Linked DNA regions of Triticum aestivum: region 1 is linked to region 2. The links are chromatin contacts, called in public Hi-C maps. All regions are on one chromosome and are shown on one strand. Each heading gives the region's core, a stretch centred on a gene start, on an enhancer-like site or on the middle of the called end of the contact. The rest is flanking DNA. Distances are from core to core; before and after follow the strand shown. Region 1 holds the start of LOC123091642. Region 2 holds the start of LOC123091641 (40S ribosomal protein S16).

The links. Hi-C and Micro-C count contacts between places; a contact is called where the count stands out from the background.
Region 1: a contact with region 2 is called in a Hi-C map of leaf, with 2.9 times the contacts expected there. The contact joins the promoter of LOC123091642 here to the promoter of LOC123091641 in region 2. A contact is called at or near these places in 2 of 5 Hi-C or Micro-C datasets (both in leaf).

Annotation. Positions count from the first base shown.
Region 1 is chr4B:173,283,608-173,289,141 of IWGSC CS RefSeq v2.1, forward strand. It overlaps LOC123091642, which reads left to right and starts at 2,308. Exons shown (of 9, transcript XM_044513209.1): 1 at 2,308-2,448. The coding sequence starts at 2,324. LOC123091643 (a long non-coding RNA gene) reads right to left here. Exons shown (of 5, transcript XR_006443386.1): 4 at 5,281-5,336; 5 at 3,253-4,695.
Region 2 is chr4B:173,155,566-173,160,489 of IWGSC CS RefSeq v2.1, forward strand. It overlaps LOC123091641 (40S ribosomal protein S16), which reads left to right and starts at 1,265. Exons shown (of 1, transcript XM_044513208.1): 1 at 1,265-2,053. The coding sequence starts at 1,394. The coding sequence ends at 1,843. LOC123091640 reads right to left here. Exons shown (of 5, transcript XM_044513206.1): 2 at 4,916-4,924; 3 at 4,728-4,806; 4 at 4,485-4,631; 5 at 3,225-3,566. The coding sequence ends at 3,442.

The DNA of each region.
Region 1 (5,534 bases), core at 1,058-3,557, 130 kb after region 2:
CTGAAGTAACATATGAATAAGCTCGGAATAGACAGTATAGTTGCGAGCACGGTATTGCTGCTGGAGGATCCTGTCTGAAGGGAGCATAGTAGATAAAGTTTTCTCTATCTTCTCCGCGTCAGTAGGTTCCTTCCCGCAAAAGCGCAGTTTGGAACTTATCTTATGAACCTTGTGGTTGTACTCACCGATGGACTTGAAATCCTGAAGACGAAGGTGAGTCCAATCATGGAGTGCTTCTGGCAGGACAACTGCCTTCTGCTGTTCATATCTTGTTTTGAGGGCTAGAAACAGAGTACTGGGAGATTCCTCCTCTAAGTACTCAGACTTAAGATCTGGGTGAATATGATGCCTTATGATGTATAAAGTTGCATAGTTTTGTTGTTCTATCAGCGGCGTGGTTCCGGCCGGTAGAGGAGTCTCCGGGTCCTGGATTGCACGCGCTATCCCACGGGAAGCAAGACTGATCTTGACGTCCATGGCCCATGTAGGGTAGTTGTGGCCATTGAGGGCAAGCTCCTCAAATTCTTTTGCGGTCATCGTTTACCTACATGGATGAACCAGAGATAATTAATTTACTAGGGTAAATTAAAAACCATCATGGTTGTATTGTAATAATGGTGCAAAATTTGATACTCAAGTGAAGAACTTGAATAATGTAGACCTCAATTGATTGAACATAACACGTCCAAGATCGCATGGATCTCACAGTAATAGGCTACATAATCTGACAATGTCAGTAGATGCATTTGTTTCTATTACTGTGTGTATGTTATCAATTCAAATATAAGGAAATGCACATTCAAGGTAATCATTTGTCGAATTGGACAAAATATAGACCGTGATTCCAAATATAATGAGGGAGGCGTGTATCAAAAATTTGCAAGTTTGTTGTACGAGAGAAATTAATCTCAATCGTTGGAACATGTTCTAGAAAATTGGAATGTGGTAAACACATTGAACATGACATTTCTAGATAATGTTGGTCCTTTATTTACATTATCAAATACATTACATAATGTAAACAGCCTACAAATATTTACACAAGTCCTAAAATAGAGTAAATCTAAATACCAGACTAGAATGTAAATAACTACATGTACATAGGCTAAACAGTACTAAAACAGTGATAAATTACTGCTACAACTACTGTTAAAAGGATTAAACAGAAGAAAGATAGAGAAATTTCTGCAATTCAGCCCGTAGCCAGGGACTATCTGGGCACAGGCCCAAAGCCCACGTGGAGTGGGGGCGGTCGGCTGGCCTTTATACGGCTGGTGATTAGGGATCGAGGGATCCCAATCCTCCCGACCAACTCCTGTGCGCCGCCACCCCCACACACTCCATTGCTGCTTCTCACAAAGTGGTCGCCGACGTGCCTCCTTCTTCCTCGGACGAGGAGATGTAGACGACGCCGGCAGGGACGCCGTTCGGCAGATCGGAGGCAAGGCCGGAGTGGCTGCTTTCACGGCGGTCGATGGCGGTGATGGCGCGACTGAAGAGGCGGCGGCGTCCCTCCATGCTTGCGGAGTCCTGGAGGCGCGGTCGGGCGACCGCGCGCGGGGATGACGGTGCCTCGTCCAGCACGGAGGTGGAGGCGTGCGGGTGCTCGGTGGCGCTGCGACTCGGGCCGGCGTCCACGTCTTCAGGCTGCGCGACCGGCGTCGGGCCAGCGGCTTGGATCGTCCCTCCGGCGCCGTTCGGGAACGGCACAAAGACGAAGAAGCCGGGCTCGTCAGTCGGCGCTGGAGGCGGAGGCGGAATCCACGTTGGAGCCGCGAGCATGGGCCCGGGGATCTCTTCTCCTGCATGTGCGGGAGGCGCGCTGGGGCTGGCCACCGTTGGGGCGTGGTCACCGGGAGCAGCGGCGCGATGGCCGTGTCTGGGGGCGCGGAGGCCACGTCGAGGGCCGCGTATAGCGGCATGGTGGCCTTGTCCAGCGCCACGGCGTCCGAATCGGCGGCGACGGCGCCCGCCTACTCCATAATGGCCACGGGCTGTGAAACGGCGACGGCGGCCGTCCTCACGGATGAGGCGGAGGAAGAAAGAGATGAGTCCAGGCATCTCACCGTCGGCGAGGCCTTCCTGTGCTCTCGGCAGAGCGTGTTATCGAATGAAAAGATCAACTTGTATTGATTGATAGAAATAGTACAGCTTATATATGTTTGGAAGAGACGCATCGCACAAGACGCGATGGTTGGAACCGATGCAACGGTTAGAGGAGGGGAAAAGAGATGTGTCGGTTGCTACAAGACGCCTGCATGCCGCAGGACAAGGGGAGATTTCCCTCTAATTAATATGCGCTAACTAATCACAACACTGTCAGATGGCTGCTTCGGCGGCCTTCGCGGCGGTGGCGGTCGTGATGCTGGTGGCAGCGCACTTGGCCGCTGCGGCGGCGGCGGCTCCGGTGACGGCCCCAGCGTTCCTCTGGGCGCCGGAGAACTATGGGTATGATTACGTCCGCGTCTAGATGGATGTCTAGTGTCCGATTTGTCGTCTTCAGAATTGCCCTTGGTTCATACGATTAGGAGCCTGCAGTTTAGCATCTCTGTGAGGTGATCGGGTGATGTGGTTAGCTCAATTAGGACTTCAATGCCTTCATGCGAGTTCTTATTTACTAGGTAGGAAGTGCGGCTTGCCGCACCCGGCAGCACCGCTGCCAGCAAGTCATATCCAATTCGATCATCCAAGCATCGTAAATATAAAAAATAGCATGATATGGGTTCAATGCATTGTCATACACCAAATCATTATCTAATAGTGTCTGGCTCAACATTTTGTCTTGTCGTTTAATCAAAGCATTAGATATACCAAAAAAAGCAAGTACATTTAATCAATATAACAATTGATTTGAAAGTTCATGATAAAGAGGAATATATATTTGGTTCCAAATGTAAGTCAAGGCGATCGGTCCTCATAAAGTAGGTACAAATAGTTGGGTTATTAGATCGAAAAGCAAGCCCAAGCGATGACGTGAGATAGGAAGGTCACCTTGCACGCAGGGCAGTCCTGGCACATTTTCGATATTTGTTATTTCAAACAATATGATAGATTAAAGGCATTAATTTAACCAAGTATATCAAAGGTAATCAATTATTGATTCCTTTTGCATGTTATAACTAATTGACTTGATAGGAACACATATTTTAGAATCACAACTTAACCAAACATATGTGAGATCCAAACTAATGGTGATCTATTCTCTAAAGAAAACATTGAAGATCTGTTGATATTTGTAAGAAAACTAAGAAATAAAACAGATGCATCACAACTTTTTTCTTGTATCGCTGCTATATCCTCAAATTCAACTCTAAACAATTGAACATTCATGAATGGTCAACATTAGCAACAATAAAAAAATCGTGTCAATGCCACAATACACAACCTAAGAATAAACCATACAAAAGTGGGTAGGTTCATCTTGCTCCATACATAATCGCATGGCTTGAGCATCAACAACTTTCTCTCCATCTCCACCTTTGCAAGCTGAGTCTGCAGGTTGATTTCATTGTTGTAATGAACAATATTCAACATAGGAAATCGCTGCTGCATACCCAAGGGGGTGTTCCTGAAATAATAGATGAATGTTTTAACTAAATTCATTCAATAGGTAAGAGGGGGAGTTAGCATGGATAGATTTTTCCAGCCTCAAACTGAAAATCAGCCGATGGGAAACAATTGGCTCACTAACAGAACAATATACAGTAAGGGATATGTTTCAATAGATTTCAGCATGGATGGGGCAGAAGTTAATGTGGATGCCAAAGAAAAAGAAGTATGTATGCTACCTGACATGCAACAATGTAGACTCACCGGGAAAGGAATGTAGGACTCTATGGACCAACATTGTCTTTGTTGCAACGTACTCGTACCAATTTTTTAAATAGAAAAAAAGTCAGTGTAAAGCAGCCAGGAGAAAATCCTTTCAATTAACACCATGATCATCTTTAATAAGCACGGAAGACCAAGCAATTGTATAATCATACCTATCTACTTGAAGGACAAGTACTCTTTGCCCACAAGAGAAAAATACAGTCACAGGAAGATGAAGGAGAAATGTGAGAAACTAAAGGGGGGAAGAGAACTGTACATAATTGCATATAAGAATCCAGTAGTAGAAAATACATAGCACAGACGGAAATGCAAAGAACCCCACATTTTCCTGTTTTAGCTAAACCGGTAGTAGACAATATATAGCACAAACGGAAATGCAAAGCAGGCAGAGAGAGATTTGGTTGGTAATAGAAAGTAGATACTCCCAGCCAAACACAAAGTTCCATTACATGCATTGGGCAGAAAATGCAGCAGAAACTACCAAGAGCATCGAGATTTGGTATGACATAACAAAAGCAAGCCATAGTTATAGTTTGAGTTAATCTATAAGAACACTTAAACACGGCATAGAAGTGAACTACGACTATGATATACTCCCTCCCTCCGGAAATAAGTGTCTTGATTTAACCTATATATGAGCAAGAAGTCAATAATTCACATACCGACCTTAGAAAAGGTTATGGACAGAGTGTTGGTGCTTTTGAGCCTCCTCAAAGACGAAGACACAAATATGACCTTTAATATTGGCTGCTTCGGCAAATTGTGACCAGTTGATGGTTATACTCACTCTTTCATCCTTGCCTTTTATCAGACAAACTTGTCCTCGGACACATCCATATGTGATTTTGATTTGAATTTACTCTGCAGGCAGTATCATCCATATGAGCTTGTCCCTGGACCATGTCAATTTGAAAGGTCTATTTGCATTTCACTTCTAGTCCAGAGATGAACTATGAATATATGATGGCATGATTGTTTTCAATTGAATAGAATCTCCAAAATTATGAAAACGAGAATAAGGAACCTCCGATGATCTTTATCGCTGCTATCATCACAGTAATTACAGAAATTTTGAACAATACCAAAATAATAATTCTAAGGAGTCAACTTTGCTATATTGTTTGAAAAGATATCTTTAGATGTTCATTATGAGCCATATATTGTACGTATGGACCATATTATGATTTGTGAGCCACTATGAGCTATATATTGTAATACTGGGACTCCCACAGGTAATAAGAAGCTAAAAATTAATCCAGAGCAGTAAATAGATGTTAGTGGATCCTACAGTCTGTACTACAAATACGGACAATGGTTTTTTCAGCAAAGTTGTACCATACTAACGTAATGAGGTAGCAGGAGAATATGATTAATTCAGAGCAGTATGAATGAAATAATCCCTCAAGACAATCATTAGTACAGAGCAATCTAAGACCGCCTTGTTACCATGACCGATGGAAGATACACAATATGTTCCACAGGAAAAAATCTTGTCATGCAACCTGCGCATGGAGAGAAAGAGGACATAATTAGCAAGTCATTTCATCAAGCACCAAGTAGGAGAGGAAGAAATTGCGGTAGCAGAGTTACTAAATGAGAGCTAATTATGTTCATACAAAGAGAACTGTGCAAGCCATTTGTTTGCTTCTTAACTGTCGAATGAACAGAATTTCATCAAGAAGCAGAAATTGATTTCCCCA
Region 2 (4,924 bases), core at 15-2,514:
ATCATGCCAAATCAAGAACACGAGAGAGAGAGAGAGAGAAAGAGAGAGAGAGAGAGAGAGAGAGAGAGATCAAACACATAGCTACTGGTACATACCCTCAGCCCCGAGGATGAACTACTCCCTCCTCATCATGGAGAGTGTCGGGATGATGAAGATGGCCACCGGTGATGGTTTCCTCCCTTCGGCAGGGTGCCGGAACAGACTTCCGATTGGTTTTCGTGGCTACAGAGGCTTGCGGCGGCGGAACTCCCAATCTAGGTTTATTTGTGGGGGTTTATATATTTATAATAATTTTTGGCGTCGGGATAAGTCAGGGGTGTCCACGAGGAGCCTACAAGACCGAAGAGTGCGCCCTGGGGGGGGGGCACGCCCTCCACCTTGTGGATGACTCGGGACTCTTCTGGCCCAACTCTTTTACTTCGGGGGCTTCTTCTGGTCCATAAAAAATCACCGTAAATTTCCAGGTCAATTGGACTCCGTTTGATATTCCTTTCCTGTAAAACTCAAAAACAAGGAAAAACAGAAAACTAACACTAGGCTCTAGGTTAATAGGTTAGCCCGCAAAATAATATAAAATATCATATGAATGCATATAAAATATTCAAGATGGATAATATAATAGCATGAAACAATCAAAAATTATAAATATATTGGAAGCGTATCACTCGCTCCAGTATTAGTAATCGTCGCTAGATGGTTCACAGAACTAGATGCATTTTTTTTTACTTCTGGTGTTCTTTATACTAACCTATAATACTATGATTTTTTTTAGGAATGGGGCTGCGTTATGAAAGTACTCCCTCCGTTCCAAAATAAATGACCCAACTTTGTACTAACTTTAGTATAAAGTTGGGTCATCTATTTTAGAATGGAGGGAGTAGTATTATACACTAATCCTTTCATCTCATAATATAAGATGTTTTTTGACACTACACTAATATCAGAAAATATTTTACATTATGGAACGGAGGGAGCACTTTTTGAGGAATAATAAGAGCACAGCGGTGACAATGGTGGCAACGCCGCACGGCTCGCTCGGATTTGGTCAAATAGTGCTTGGGCCGAAACCCTAGCTCCCTCCTCCTCCACCTCACTCAAGTCAGAGTCACTGGGACTTCAAAGTCCCCATAGGCTGGAAGAAGCCCTGTGTTCAAGGCCCACATAGAGTCCAACTGATTCCTGTCAACCCAGATCCTTTCAGCATGGTCCCACATGTCATAGATACTGCTGCCCGGAACCCTAACGCCTCCACGCTATATAAACGATCTCTCGTCTTCTTCGTCGCCTCTCCGCCGCCACCCGAAACCCCGACCCGCGCCGCCTCGCCGCCGCGCTACCAGCAGCCAAGCACACCGCCGCGCTCACAGCAACCAAGCACACCGCCGCAGCCACCATGGCAGCCGTTCTCACCCGCCCGACGCCGGGCACCGTCCAGTGCTTCGGCCGGAAGAAGACCGCCGTCGCCGTGGCCTACTGCAAGCCCGGGCGCGGCCTCATCAAGGTCAACGGCGCGCCGATCGAGCTCATCCGCCCTGAGATGCTCCGTCTGAAGGCCTTCGAGCCGATCCTGCTTGCCGGCAGGTCCCGCTTCAAGGACATCGACATGCGCATCCGCGTTCGCGGCGGCGGGAAGACGAGCCAGATCTACTCCATCCGCCAGGCCATCGCCAAGTCGCTCGTCGCCTACTACCAGAAGTACGTCGACGAGGCGGCCAAGAAGGAGGTGAAGGAGATCTTCGGCCGCTACGACCGGACGCTCCTCGTCGCCGACCCGCGCCGCTGCGAGCCCAAGAAGTTCGGCGGTCGTGGCGCCCGCGCGCGTTTCCAGAAGTCTTACCGTTGATCTCTGCGAGAAGTCCTCTTGGGTATGGCGACGGTGGCGTACTGCTTGTCTACTTATCTATCTACCTTTTGCGGCTAGTAGTTTCCCATCTTTTTGTCAACGAAATGGATTGTGAGGTGCCCGTGCAATATCATTTTGCTTCATGCCTAGTTAAAGGGATTATGTTATGTTTATCATTATGTTAATGATGAGACTGGACGTTCGGATAAACTTTTCTTAATTGCTTGGACCTGTTTGCGCGTGAATTTTAGTTGATCTGATAGTACAAGCTTTGCACATAACAAGAGTTGCGATATGCCGATCATTTTGTGGACTAGTGTTTGGTTTTATATTGGAAAATTTGGCTGCTAGTGCAGTTTGGAGGTATATAAATCAAACATGCCCCTAGGCTGCTAGTAGCTTTGTAGATTCATGCTTCTGTTGCTGTGATCTTACAGTTTCTTATAGTTTTGGTTCCGCTATTTATCTGTATCCACTGCCAAGATTAGTGATCTCTGCGCTAGAAATCATACTCCCTCCGTCCGGAAAAGCTTGTTCCAAGCTTGTCCCTCGAATGGATGTTGTCATCATTGATGCTAATATGATGTATATCTTTCCCAGTTATGGCGATTTAGCGATTCATGACCCAGTTTATGGGCCTTGCGCTTTGGCCTTTTGGTGCTTTAAAGCATTTTCTACCTAGAGTAGCAGAGGGTCAGCATTTCCTCACGTCTCTTGGGCAGCTTTGCTTTTATGGTGCATCCGATTTTAGCCGTCTTAGGGTTCAACCTGTAACCATGCGATGTTTATAATGTCCATTCTGATACAGTAGTTGATTGTTCATCTGTGGAGAGAAACCAATCCTAACAATCCCATTTGTTGCCATACCTCTTAGGCCTCATTTCATTTAGAGCCCTTTGGTTTGTAGGAATATATAATTCTATTCATAGACAGGAATTATTTCACAGGAAAATAAGAATTAGCCTAGACTCATGGAAAATATTATTTCCTATTCCTAATCATAGGATTCGAGATACATGTTATCTCATTTCCTGCAATGACATCTAATTCCCTGCAGTTTTCTATTCCTGTGATATACCTATCCTATGAACCTGATATTACAGTGGACTCACATTTCTATGCGCTGGCTATTGTTAGACCCTTGTAGCTGTTACTTGTCTGTAGAGCGTTTAGATCACTGAAGAGCTGACCAGCATTTCCTTCTTTGTCAGCTCTTTTATAACCTATTTCATCTGTAGATTACGTGTTGTTTATGATGCCAGTCTGACGCTAGTTTTGCAAACGAATTGTTTGAAATGTTTTCTGGCATCGCCTTTACTTCTCTCAACGGTTTGCCATTCCATGGTCGTTGGACATTGACAAAGCAGAAACAGTCTGCCTATGTTTTGCAAAAATTGTATGGGTCAGATCAGGCTTTGGCGTGAAATTTAGCGTGTGTTTGTTTGAATGACCTGTTCCTTGAGCATGACATGTTGCAAGTTACTCTTTACTCGTACATGCTATTTCTGCCTAGCTACATATTTCGTTGATCCTGAGACGGGGACTGCATATTACCATGATGCACTATTTTGCACTCTTATTTTGAAAGGTAAGGTAGACTAGCTTGTTTCTTGAACTGCACTTGCCAGCACAGTCTCAGCTTCCTGCTGGTCATCTTTGGTGGCCTCGGCTGCCACATCGACGATTGTCTTCCTCACCCGAAACATTGCCAAGTGGATGTCACCTGCGACAGAAGCAATTCGTCAAAAGCACATAGTGCAGTGAAAGTGTCAACTTAAAAGCACGTAGTCCAGTGAAAGTTTAGTTTGACGAGCAAAAAACTCTGCTAGAAGTGCACAACAAACTCTGCTAGAAGTGCACAACGCTCTCCAGCAATTCCCCTACTTCCTCCTAGATTGAGAGAAAGGGCTCGGTGAAGGAGAGGCCACAGTGGGTTAGTTATGCCTGTTTTCTGCTGATAGTTGGCGATTTGGGCCGATTGCAACAGCTGGTGCTGATTGCATCTTCCCGATTGCCAATTATCTGCATCTGCTGCTACCGTGTGCTCTGCTCTGTGCTGGGAGGGATAGGGGTGTGTGTGCTTGCAGGGAGGATAAATTTAATTGCTCTGCTTAGTGTGCCTTTTCTAAAGGGAGAAAGTGATACAATTTGCTAGATATATGTACCGGTTTCTTATTGTTTGTTGTTGCTTGTGGCTGTATTCCTATAACTAACATTTGAAGCGGTCACAGTTAGTTCAAATGGCTACATCTCCAACGGCTTATTGTGCTTCACTCCAAATCATATCATTCAATTTTGCATTGCTTCGCAAAATATCAAAAGATTGTTTTTCATCACAGCAACCTGCAACGTATATATTGTTAAAATATAGAATAGGGGAGCTACTAGGATTGAACAAATTTTAGTGCTGAATCTTATTTGGAGAGTCCTGGGTTTTTGAGATAGGGAGGAGAAATTTTAGGGGTACTACTGAACTTCATTTGACGATTTAATCGGGGAGGCATTTTGGTCGAAAGAGTATGCCAGCATTTTAACCGAGAGGATTAAGTAAGCATGGAGTGTAACCGCATTGAGTAAGTGTGCTGCCGGCATTTTGATCAATAGTGAGAAGTGAACGCAAAAGGGAGGTACAGTATAGTACCGAAGATGAGGAGGCTCCCGGGTTGGACGGCGACCGGGAATCCCGGTACCAGCTTCCTCTCGTTGACGTAGGTGCCGTTGGTGCTGTCCATGTCCGTGACCACCAGGTTCCCGTCCTTCTTCTCCAGCCGAGCGTGCACCCCAGAAACTGCAGCAGCAGCAGGAGCAGCTCAGAGACTCTCAGATCACCAGCGAACCAGACGCCTTGACTAAGACGAAACACCCAAGAGAAGAGATGGATCACCTGTTGCGACGGGGATGACGACGTCGGCGTTCTCCGGAACTCGTCCCACGGTCATCGCTTCCTGAGATGAACAAGATGCCTGTCATGCTTGCCGTCACCAACAGCCTTTTATTTTTCGTTGCAAATGTACAGGATCAGCATGAACGGGGGAACAAGAGTCGTTTGTCGCGACGACGAAGAGCACGTACGGATGCGAT